Regions from separate parts of the Mus musculus genome. Here region 1 is linked to region 2. A link is a contact called in public HiChIP or PLAC-seq data. All regions are on one chromosome and are shown on one strand. The core of a region is the stretch at or near the end of the contact, and the rest is flanking DNA. Distances in the headings are between cores, read along the strand shown.

Region 1 (5,766 bases), core at 2,798-5,297, 280 kb after region 2:
ACAAAATATTTATGTTAAATAAATTTATATTATGAACATAAAATAGAATAATTCTTAAAAATTAAAAACATAGTAATAAATAGTAGTAGTAGCAGTTGCTTTGAGTTGGAGCTATGATTACAGGAGGCCACCATGAAAAGTGCCTAGCAGCAGATGGTTCACAAATGCTCAAAGGCAAGTCACAGCCTGATGAGACTCCCCATCTGGTCTCCAACTGGGACAAGGGAATGACCTCAGGTGACACTCAGCAATACTCTGGGTGGGGACCTATGGTAAGGATGAAGCTGGTACCTAGGAGGAAGCCATGTGCTCTTGATAGGAATCCTGCTAGCCACCCATCCCAAGCAGAGGAGGAGCCCAGGAGAGGGGCTGGGGAACTGTGAGCGACGTCATTCACCGAGGAGCCAGTCAGGGGCACCTGTGTCCTCAGAACAGTGGGGCTAGAGCGGTAAGGTGGAGTGTACTGATAATCCTTACACTCTGAACGCTGATGCAGAAGGATTGTAAGTTTGAGGGGAGCCTGAGTTGCGTAGCATGACAGTACCACAAAGAAAGAGAGGGTGTGAGAGAGAGAGAGCACATGTGAAAGTGCTTCTTCCCATCAAATATGTCTGGGGCAAATTCCTCCATCCACACTGCAAGTCCAGCATGCAGATCAACATGGACCTGGACTACACACACCTCCATCACTTGCATGATCAGATGCTTGCCTTTAATTTGTTTTTATGTACGTGTGTGTCTGTGTGAATGTGTGTGTGTGTGTGAATGTGTGTGCACAGGGAATATATGTGTGCCTGTGGAAACCAAAAGAAGGCCCCGGATCCCGTGAGAATGGAGTTACATATGATTATAATCCACCAGGTGGGTGTTGGGAATCAAATCCGGGTGCTGTGGAAAAGCAACCAGTGCATGCTCTTAACTGCTGAGCCAGCTCTTCACTCCTCTCACTGGGATCTGGGGGCTTGACAATCTGGCTCTGATGGCTGGCCACTAGACTTTAGGATGGTTTCTATCACTAGACCTCAGCCAGACAAAGTGGTCCAGCACTGAAGAAAATGAAGCAGGAGGATAGTGGCAGGTATCAGACGAAGCTGGACTACAACGTGAGATCTTCTTAAGACATACACACATAACCAGACTTCATCCCCATCTGGTCCATATGAAAACTGCCAGCGAGTCCTGTGGCCACTAACCAGGTTCAGATAAATAATCCCTGAACCAGTCTGTGAGAGTTCTGAAGACTGTAAACCTCAAAGAAATAGAAAGCGAGAGTGTGGGACCCAGAGATGAAGCCAAGGCCAAATAAAGAAAAGTCAGTGTCAAGTCAATCGAATTACTGGGAATGTAGCCCAGGGCCTTATTCATGGGAGGTGGTGGTGGGGGTCCAGCCTCTCTCACTAGGGGATTGGAGGCAAGGGCTCTACCACTGAGCCACGCCCTCAGCCCCTCACTGGGGGATTCTAGGCAGGGGCTCTACCACTGAGCCACACCCCCAGCCCCTCACTGGGGGATTCTAGGCAGGGGCTCTTCCACTGAGCCACGCCCCCAGCCCCTCCCTGGGGGATTCTAGGCAGGGGCTCTACCACTGAGCCACGCCCCCAGCCCCTCCCTGGGGGATTCTAGGCAGGGGCTCTACCACTGAGCCAGGCCCCCAGCCCCTCACTGGGGGATTCTAGGCAGGGGCTCTACCACTGAGCCACACCCTCTAGCCCCTTGCCTGGGGAATCTAGGAAGGGGCTCTACCATGGAGCTTCAGCCCCAGCCTTGCTTCCCATGATCCTGACAGATCTGGGATATAGGAGCATCACTATCTTGGAATTCCAAGGAGGGACTTGAAGCAGCTTTGCCCAGGCCACCTACAAAGGATACTAGGGGCACTGACCTTCTCCAACTTCTCAAAGTGCTCCCGGAGGAATCGCAGTGGCCGGTCCGGCTTGGCGACACAGAGGTGCACAATGCATTCTTTGAGCACCTGCTGGATGCCATGTTTCTGCACGTACATCTCGCATCCTTTCAGAGAGTCCTCATCCTCCGAGTGGAAGCATGATGGGGAGGCCATGGTCAGAATGTCTTCTATGCTCCTGTTACAGATGACACAATCAGCTTTAGGAGGTGTTGGGGAAGCCAAACTGTTCTACCATAAACTATATAAAGTACACGTGGGCTGGGCCTGGTGGTACAGGCCTGTCATGCCAGCTACTCAGAAGATGAACACAGGAGGACTGTGAGTTCAAGGTCTGCCTGAACAGGACCAGCCTATACAACTTAGTGAGAACCTGTCTCAAAGTAAAAAGTAAAAGCCTGGAATGGGTTTAGAGAATATGACTTAGTTGGTAAAATACTAGCCTAGTATGCAGATTTCATGCCCAACACCAATGAACTCTGCAGTGATGCATAACTATAACCCCAGCACTCCTCAGCACGGAAAGACATAAAGATAAGGAGTTTAAAGCCAGCCTTTGCTACATAACAAGTTGGAGGCTGGCCTGGTCTATGTAAACTTTGCCTTTAAAAAGAGGGAGGGCAGGGGAGATACTGACAGGATGGTTCAGTAGATAAAACATCTAAGGCCCGAGCATGAGGACAGAAGGTCAGATCCACAGCACCCACAGAAATGCCAGGTGGGCATGGTGGCCTACAGTCCCAGGGTGAGGGAAGTGAAGCCAGGGTCCTTGGGGCAAGCTAGCTAGCTAGACTATCTGAATCGGTGAGCTATGAGTTCAGGGAGAAACTGTGCCTCACTGTATAAGGTGGAAAGTGGTCAAGGAATGCACCCAAGACCAACCACTGGCCTTCTACACACACACACACACACACACACACACACACACACACACAGAGAGAGAGAGAGAGAGAGAGAGAGAGAGAGAGAGAGAGAGAGACGCATGCACACAAAACATTTAATTAAAAAAATAACATAGGGCTGTACATCAGTGGAAGAGGGCCTCCCAGCATGTAAGGTTTATTGTTAATGATTAACTCCAGTGTGTATAACGCCAGAAGTCACGTTTGTCAAAGGGTTTTCTCTGATGAGTTAGTTCATCACTCAAAGGCTCAAACGCCTTCCTTACTTCGGAACAGGTTCCTTCAGGGATGAAAGAGATCAAGTATGATTTGCATACGGTTCTCTCTCCATTTCTGAGAAATTTCAGGTGGAATAAGTTGGGTGTTTGGCGCCCCCACTATGCAAACCATGATGCTTCATTTTTTTTTTCATCCACACTCTCCCCCCTTTTAAGGTTGATGTTGTCACGATCTAAGGCCCCAGCGCGGGTGGGTGGGGCGCGAGGGGGGTGCTGTCAAAGGATTGGGGTGGCTTGTTTCATGAGAAAGGCAAAGAGGGTAAAGAAAACAATGGAAGTGAGCTGAGGGGTGGGGGTGGGGGGCTTGGAAGACAGTAACAGAGGCCCGAAGGCTCTAGAAGGCTCTAGTGAGTGTCCTGCGCAGTGTTGAGTCACAACGTCCAGGTCATCGCCCCGCCCCACACTGATTGGAATCATCCAGCCTAGAGGCCTTGGGGTTGAGGGGACCCCATGGCGGATGAGGACGAGGAGGTACACCTAGCCTCAGAAGGATGGGGAATCACACACACACACACACATACCGTGACTCGGTCCCCAAACCCTGGGCCCACCAGAGGAGAGTTGGGGACGCCCCCAGATGGTGGTGAGTGCAAGGCGCCTCCAGACCCTGGTGGGTACAGGGGACCAACCCAACCCTGTCCTGAGAGCTTTTACAAAGGCCTGGTACCACCTTGGACGCCAACAGTTCTCCCCCCACCCCACCCCCGCCTCCACCCGCGTAGCCCCGCGGGGCTGATTGCGCCCCTCCCCAAATCCCTCGTGTCCCCGTGAGTCCCCCACCCCACCCCAGTTCCCGCTGACACCCAGCTCCAGATAGGGCCGGGTCCCTACACAGACCCCACCCCAGCCTGCGTACCTGTAGATGCGCGGTGCCCGAGGCCGGAGGAGGCTGCGCGAGGACGCGGGGACGCGGGGACGGCGAGCGGGTCCCCGCACTGCAGCGGCGCCGCCCTCCGCCCGCCCCCGCTGCGCGTCGCCGCCGGCCGCCAGGCCCCGCGCACCGCGCCCGCGCGGGTCGCCCACCGACCGCTGTCCTCCCCAGGGACCGCCCCACAGCTGTCTCTGAATGCCAGGGACACACCAGAGCTCTGTCGCGCAGGCCCCGCGTCCCCGCACACACACAGGTCCTGCCACCCGGACCTCCTACCACCCCATTCCTCTCTTCCTAAGCTAGCCCGACCTGGCTGGCGCCGCTCCTTCCGGGCCTAGATGCTCTCTCTGCTCAGGGCACAGTGGCACCGTGCTCTGTCTGAGCTGTCATTCTGAGTCTCATTCAGTGCCTGCCCACTCTAAAGCCGAGGCCTGTAGCAAAAATTAGCCACCACGCACGCATCCTGTCCTGCGCCATCTGCTCCTGTGGAAACAGAGTCCATCTTCTCCCAGTGATCTGAGCTGCAGGAGGAAGGATGAGACTCAAAGGTGCTGGAGAAGACATCTCCAATCTTCTGGCCTGTCTATATTCTCCAGTCCACCACGTATTCCCCCCACTCACCTGTCCTGACTCACCTGTGCTCACACCCTGTTCCCCAATCTGTTCTTCCATTCACCAGCTCCCCACTCGTCTATCTACACTGACCAGCTCCCTGAATTTGTTCCTCCACTCACCTGCCCACATTCCCTATCGTTCAGGGGTACCCCATTGCCCAGCTGCCTGATACCTCTTGCCACATTCACCAGCCCTCCTCCTCCTGACACACATGTCTCCACATGGCCACCAACCTGGCCTGTGCTCTCAGCAGGCAGGGCTGGCGGTGGCCCACACCTCTTCCTGCCAATGTGAAGGAAAACTGCTGTAAAAGGACTTGCTGCTTTGGAACAGGGCTCAGTTGATATCGTGCTTGCCTAGCATGCAGGAGCTCAGGGTCCCATCACCAGCAATGCACCAACATGGCAGCACACACCAGTGATCCCAGCACGTGGGGTGTAGCAACAGGAGCAGCGCATTGTCTGTATTGTATGTTTGCCTACAATAGCAAGTTTGAGGCCAGCCTAGGCTACATGAGGTTCTGTCTCGAATAAAATCAAATCTAGAATGAAATTAATAATAAAACAAAACAAGTATATGATAAAATAAACAAAAATAATAAAATAAAATAAAAAAAAGACACTGCTCAGCCGGGCATGGTGGTGCATGCCTTTAATCCCAGCACTTGGGAGGCAGAGGCAGGCATATTTCTGAGTTCAAGGTCAGCCTGGTCTACAGAGTGAGTTCCAGGACAGCCAGGGCTATACAGAGAAACCCTGTTTCAAAAAACCAAAAAAGAAGAAGAAGAAGAAGAAGAAGAAGAAGAAGAAGAAGAAGAAGAAGAAGAAGAAGAAGAAGAAGAAAAAGAAGAAGAAGAAGAAGAAGAAGAAGATGATGATGATGAAGATGTAGCTCACACTTCCCTGGCCTTGCCCTCCAGCCTGCCTCCCCAGATCTGTCCACCTGAGTGACAGACATACCTAGTGGGAAAGGGTCTTTTTTTTTTTTTTTTCAAGAATTCAAGTCCCATCTTACCAAAACGAAAACTTGCCTTTCCTAAGTAACTCATGTGCTGCTACCTGCCAGCACTCAGATGGGGTCACCTGCCTTCTCCATCACCCACTTCCCTCTCTAGCCCCAACTCCTCCTGGCTCCTGCGGGGATGCAGAAAGCACTGAGCAAAGTCAGCAAAAAGGAGCCAATTTCTATCCTGGAACT
Region 2 (5,884 bases), core at 784-3,283:
GTGGATGTCAGGCCCAGTACCAGCAGGACTTTAGGGGTGCCAATATCCTCCTCAAAATACACACACACACACACACACACACACACACACACACACACACACACACACACACACACACACTTAACACATGTAACCCCACCCCAGGGACTCCTCGTGCAACAGCCAGGAGCATGCGCACATCTGCAACGCCAAAGTCCAGTAGAAAGGGTGCGTGGCAGACAATGGACACCAGGTGGCAGCAGAGGGCTACCCATAAACCAGGCCCAGGCAGCTCCAGCTGCAATGGCAAGGCCACTCTTACAAAACAAGCCCCTTGGGACATACATCCTAAGCCACCCGCCCGATCTGGGGTCAGTAAGGATGAGATGATAGTGGAGGGGAGGGGGAGGAGGAATGGCTCTTCACACCAGGGTGGACCCACAAGCCCGCCTGCTTTACTCATAAGGCCTCTTTCAGCAAGCCTGGGAGTTAGGGCAAACAAACAGTCTTGTGGGAACACAGGTAGTGGAGATCCGGAAGGAACATGGCAGATAGCCTTTGAGTGGGATGAGATAGCCTCTCATGAAACGCCAATAGGGTCAAAGCTTGTAATATCCACCCGAGTTTCCAACCTGAAAGTGTGGCTACTGTAGGCAAAGTGAGTATTCACCGTAAAGTTAGCGCCCCTTGACACTTGGCCTAGGAACTCTGACCCCAAGGCCAGATGACCTCCCAAAGACCTTATGGACACTGACACATAACCCACTGGGTTCTGGCCCAGGAAGGAGAGTTTGATCTGTTCCATTCTCACACAGAGAATCACAGTGGGATCCATGGTCAGGTGTATCTTTGACCTTGCAAAGTTTCTAAAGACCTCATCCCATAACTTCCCTTGCTTTCTAGAAGGGCTTGCCCAGGGGAGTATGGAGGCTGTGAATGGCAGGCTCAGACCCTTGCCGCCAGCTTCTTTACCTCTCTTTATTTACCCTTACATCTTATTGTGCCTCTCTGAAGCTCACTTAGGGTCTCTGACCCAGGTTGGAGCTCAGAGCAGCCTCTGGACTCACTCTCTGCTTGCCTTGAGGCACTCCCTACTAACTGGGACCTGAGGGCCTGGGAGAGAGCGAAGGGTCCCTGAGTCCCTGCCTCTCCTGCTGATGTAGTGCACTACGGCATCTCTAAGAGAGCCACAGGGTTTGGAAAAGCAGAACGGATCTGTCCCTAGACTTGTGGTTCTCAACCTTCCTAACGTTGCAACCCTTTAGTACAGTACCTCATGTTGTGGTGACCCTCCAACCATAAAATTATTGTTGTTGCTATTTAATAACTGCAGCTTTGCTGCTGTTATGAATCTCAGTGGAAATATTCGTGCTTTTTGATGATCTGACCCTTGTTCAACCCCCAGAGGGGTTGTAACCCATAGGATGAGACACACGGCCCTAGAGTAAACCAGGTCCCTCTGAGGGAAGCCACTTCCATGCTGTCTGATGCTAACACGCAAATGTACTCTGACACTGAATGTAGAATTTCCTTGAAAACAGAAATACTGAAGGAACTTTGAACCCGAGAAGAGCTGCTTCAGGTCACGTCCACAGATGAGTGGAGGGGGAGGGGAGAAAGGGACAACACTTAAAGTGATGCCAACGGAGAGGCTGAGAGGTACCGTGGAAAGCCATCCACAGCCACTCACACTGTAGTGAGAATGATTTAGCCTGAAGCCGGATATGGGAGATGATCGTGAAGTCTGTGTGAGCAGCTGAGTAGTGAGTCGCCAGAAGGCAGCCGCTCGCTCGCTCGCTCGCTCACTCGGGCTGTCTAGAACAGCACGGCAGGGCCAGAACACCTGCAAGCCCTTCCTTGGCATCCTGCCAGGCTCCCCAGCCACTACTCCAGAGCTTGGACCCACCTAAGGACCAGGTGAGTGATAAAAAGGAAGCGGCATGCGACTGACATTCAGAGGTTTTGTTGAACTTAGTGGGGCAATGAGGAAGCCAGTAAATCCTCTGACCGCCAGCAGAGGAGGAGGAGGCAGGGATGCCCTGTTGAGCTTAGGTGTGATGTGACCTTCTGTCCCCAGATGACAGTCAGCGGGGTTCCACCAGAGACGATTCATACATGCTCCTAAGAACATGAATCATTCTGGTGGCATTGACTTTCTGTAAATGGCTACAGGAGCCTGGGAGATCCCGGAAGCCAGCGGATACAATCAATCCGCCCATTTCAGCCTTTCGAAACTTCTTGGTCTGGGTGAGTCCGCTAAGACACACCCCTCAGGTGTCTGGCGTGTTCTCTACATGTCTTGAATGGAGCTTCTGGTGAGCACCCCGGTCTTCCCACACCCCTTCCAGACTCTGGTCTCAGGCAAACTCTACTGCACTGGCCAGCCCAAATTTCCTCTTACCCTAAACTTTCTAAGTTCCTGTCTGTGAAATAAGCCCAAAGGATGGAGCTTTTTATTAAAAGGTCATACTCATATATGACCTTTGGGTGGCAGAGGTCACCATATGTACCCAGCACCCACAGTTCACATCCCTCCCCTGTAACCTGGCACATCTTTTTCTCCCCAGCCCCATGTGTGCACTGAAGGGTAGGCACCTGACCTCAGGGGCCCCATTGTGATTCTCTGTGTGAACAGTTGGAACCGATCAAACTCTCCTTCCTGGGCGGGGTGGTACTTCGATATGAAACCTGGAACTACAGCAGCTCTTTTGTGTGTACCTGGGGGACAGCTTGATTTGGAACGAGGCCAGCTAGGCAGAAGGCGGGGATAAAAAGAAATCAGGGCCAGAATGGGATCTTTGGGCCACTGATACCAAAACCTACCCTGCTTAGGGCCCTACAGCCTTATGTGTGTAGGGTATCCTCTCCTTGTTCAAGGAGTTGGCTCGACCACATTTCCCTCTGCCATCCTACCTGAGGAGTGCCCTCATCATGGGCATCAGTGATGCAGGCACTGACCGCCTGACATAACCAGCCCACTTAGCATCGTGCCCAACACTTAGTTGACACTGATAGCCAAGTCCTCGGGGAACCCCCAAAGCAAGACTGGCTGCGAGGAGAGAGTCTGCTCTCTCTCCTGTTCTTGGCCCCCCCTGTTCTTGGTAGAACTCATACACCAGCCAATTGTCACACATGGTCCCAGCACAGACAGCTGAGACCCAGAGTTCCCAGTGTCTCTATCTCTTCTCCTTTATTCCCCTTTTACCCCTTTGTGTGCAGGAGGGGAGGAAATGGCCAGATCCCAGAAAGCCACAGGCCATGAGTGCTCTAACTCCACATGATGAACTTTTGTTGGCCCAGCCTGGCATCCTGTGTTTAAGTCAAATGAGCTCACCATTCCGGGAGTATCAGTCCATCTGCAGTTACAGCTTACCTGCATTAAAAGCCTGTGAGACTTCCACATTAAACAGGAGTGTTGAGCAAAAAGCCATTGCTGTGGGTGGTACTCCGGCCCTTCCCAGTACACAGCGACTCTCTGGAAGCCTTCCATTAGCCGTAACAGTCAGAAAGAAGGCTCCCAGCTATCTGTGCCCTAACTTTACACAGGGTGTTTGTCTTTGTTTGAGTGATATTGGCATTGTTTCCAGAATAGGTGCCAACTGACCTGGTAAGTAGTGTGGCTTCCAGTGAACTCAGAACTCACAGGAAGCTATCACCCTGCTCTGGCCAAGAGCTTGAGAAGATTCTCAAGGAGAAGGCAAATGAGTGAGGAGGCCAGTAAGCTAGCGGAACTAGTTCTATCCAGCTCACAAGGAGACCAACTTCAATTAGCCCTGCCTCCATGACTCCAGAGTCCTGGCCCCCTACCTTCCTAATCCCAGCCTTCTTGAGCCCAGCTCCCTCAAACCCTGCCTTCCCTACATCAGCCTCCCCGACTCCTGCCTTCCTGACCCCAGCGTCCATGACCCCTGCCTCCCTAGCCCCAGTCTCCATAACTCTAATCCCTCCATTAACTTGACTCTACCTCAAATCTTGGTGACTTCATTGACTAAAATACTGTGATATATTTAAGGAATGATATGTAATTCCCCCGCCAGCACCAGCACCATGTTTGGCCTTAATTTTTCCCTTCTCTCTTTTCTTTCATGGTGGTGGTGTTTGACCTGAGGCTCCTGAGGGTGAAGCTCACTCTAGCCCATGACTCACTCCATTGTCACTCCTCACCATTTGTCACCTATGAGCCGTCCTTAGATGTGTGTGCTTGGGTGTCGTCTTGTCCTTTCCAGGCCATTCTGAACTCCTGAGTAGTGCAGATGGAACCTTCTACTTCCCTGTTGCTGCAGCACCTTTGAGGCCCCTAGCGGTTTGAATGAGAATGGCCCTCACAGACTCACGTTTTTAATGCTTGTTCCCCAGTTAGTGGAACTCTTTGGGAAGGATTAGGAGGTATGGCCTTGGAGGAAGTTTATCACTGTGAGTGAGTTTTGAGGTTTCAAAAGACCACAACATTCCAGGTGGTGCTCTGTGATTCTTGGTTGTTTCTCAAGATAGAAGCTCTCAGCTACTGCTCCAGTGCCATGCTTGCTTGCCTGCTGCCATGCTGCCATGACATGGTGTTCATATCCACTGTAACCTTCTAAAACTCTAAGTCCTAAATAAATTCTTTCATCTATAAGTTGCCTTTGGTCGTAGTGTCTTTTTTTTCCTTTTTAATAATTTATCTCATGTGTATGATCATTTTGCTTGAATGTATGGTCACCATACTCTTGCCTGGTGTCTACATTAGTTAGAAAAACAAATCAAATCCCCAGGAACTAGAGTTACAGACAGTTTTTAGCTGTCATGTGGATGCTGGATCTTCTAGAAAGAGGAGTATTGGGTTCTCCTAACCACTGAGCCATCTCTCCAGCCCTCGACCATAGCATGTTATAACAGCAATTGAAAAGTAACTAAGACACTCCTTCATTCCAGAATGTTCCAAGGGCTGGGAAGATGACTCAGTAAAAATGTTTGCCACACAAACCTGAGGATCTGAGTTTGTCCCCAGCCCCAGGTAAAAAGCCAGATGTGCTGTGAGCACCTATAATTCCAGGACTAGGAAGGTTGAGAGAGGAAGGTCTCAGGGGCTCACTGGCCTGCCAGCCTTAACCAAATGGGTAAGCTCTAACTCAGTAAGAGACTGTGCACAAAAGTAAGTGAAGTGACTGAGGAAGTATCTGATATCAGTCTCTGGCCTTCGTGTGCACACACTGGCGAATGCTGCTGGTGAGTACACCTGTATGCATATGCATGCACACATATACATACACATGCACACATATAAAAATAAAATAAAGAATCTCTGGAATGTCCTATATAGCTGCCACACGCATGCTTGCCATCAGCCCAGTCGACTGAGATGATGATGAGATTTCAGCACTCCTGGACTCAGGTAGCAGGATGTAGTGAGGTTGAAGACCACACCCCTCAAGTTGGGCAAAGCAGCAAGCAGAGAGTGTGTGACACTCATCCAGACAAGGCCACAAAGCCACGAGCCAAAGTTGAAACCCAGCTGGCCACCAAGAAAGGAAGTGACAATGAGTTCATATCCCAAACACATAAAGAGTGCCCAGGAAGTGCCCAGTCCCCCAAGGAGGCTCAGGAAGTGGGATCAACTTGCCTGGCCAACAGAGAGGCCTGGCTAGGGATGGGAAATGTGAACAGGAAGGAAATGGGGACCCACTTTATAACAAGATTGGCAGAAAGCAAGGCAGTGGCTGGTGCTGCACATGGCAGGCCAGTGGGAAACAGACACTGTCTGCAGCTGATGAGCTGTGTAACATTTATGGTCAATCAACCAGTGGGATCAATGTCAACATGCATACCTTTTACCCTAGCAAAGTCCTGCCTCCTTATGGTACCACTGCAAGCAATCAGTCACTCGCTGTGGCATTTAGAATGTTCTCAAAGCTCACCAGCAGGAGAT

The links. HiChIP or PLAC-seq counts read pairs in DNA pulled down with a chosen protein or histone mark.
Region 1: an H3K4me3 HiChIP or PLAC-seq map of intestinal villus epithelium shows a contact between it and region 2, with 6 read pairs. The contact joins the promoter of Prkar1b here to the enhancer-like site in region 2. A contact is called at or near these places in 2 of 39 promoter capture datasets (the SN4741 cell line and embryonic stem cells), 4 of 15 datasets of contacts at CTCF or cohesin (the NIH/3T3 cell line, embryonic stem cells and large pre-B cells), 11 of 484 Hi-C or Micro-C datasets (the 63-12 cell line, B cells, bone marrow-derived macrophages and 7 more), 17 of 115 datasets of contacts at active chromatin or transcription factors (craniofacial prominence, embryonic basal ganglia, embryonic forebrain and 11 more) and 3 of 9 other capture datasets (adipose tissue, embryonic stem cells and liver).

Annotation. Positions count from the first base shown.
Region 1 is chr5:139,125,705-139,131,470 of GRCm38.p6, forward strand. It overlaps Prkar1b (protein kinase, cAMP dependent regulatory, type I beta), which reads right to left and starts at 4,048. Exons shown (of 11, transcript NM_008923.3): 1 at 3,940-4,048; 2 at 1,883-2,081. The coding sequence starts at 2,059.
Region 2 is chr5:138,848,043-138,853,926 of GRCm38.p6, forward strand. No RefSeq gene overlaps it. Among named protein-coding and RNA genes, the nearest start is that of Gm30206, 26 kb to the left of the region's middle. Within about 2 kb of position 2,034, at least 18 of the 459 cell types and tissues checked have an H3K27ac peak or open chromatin away from gene starts, as enhancers often do. A contact at or near this core is called in the 63-12 cell line, intestinal crypt epithelium and intestinal villus epithelium, where this site is marked.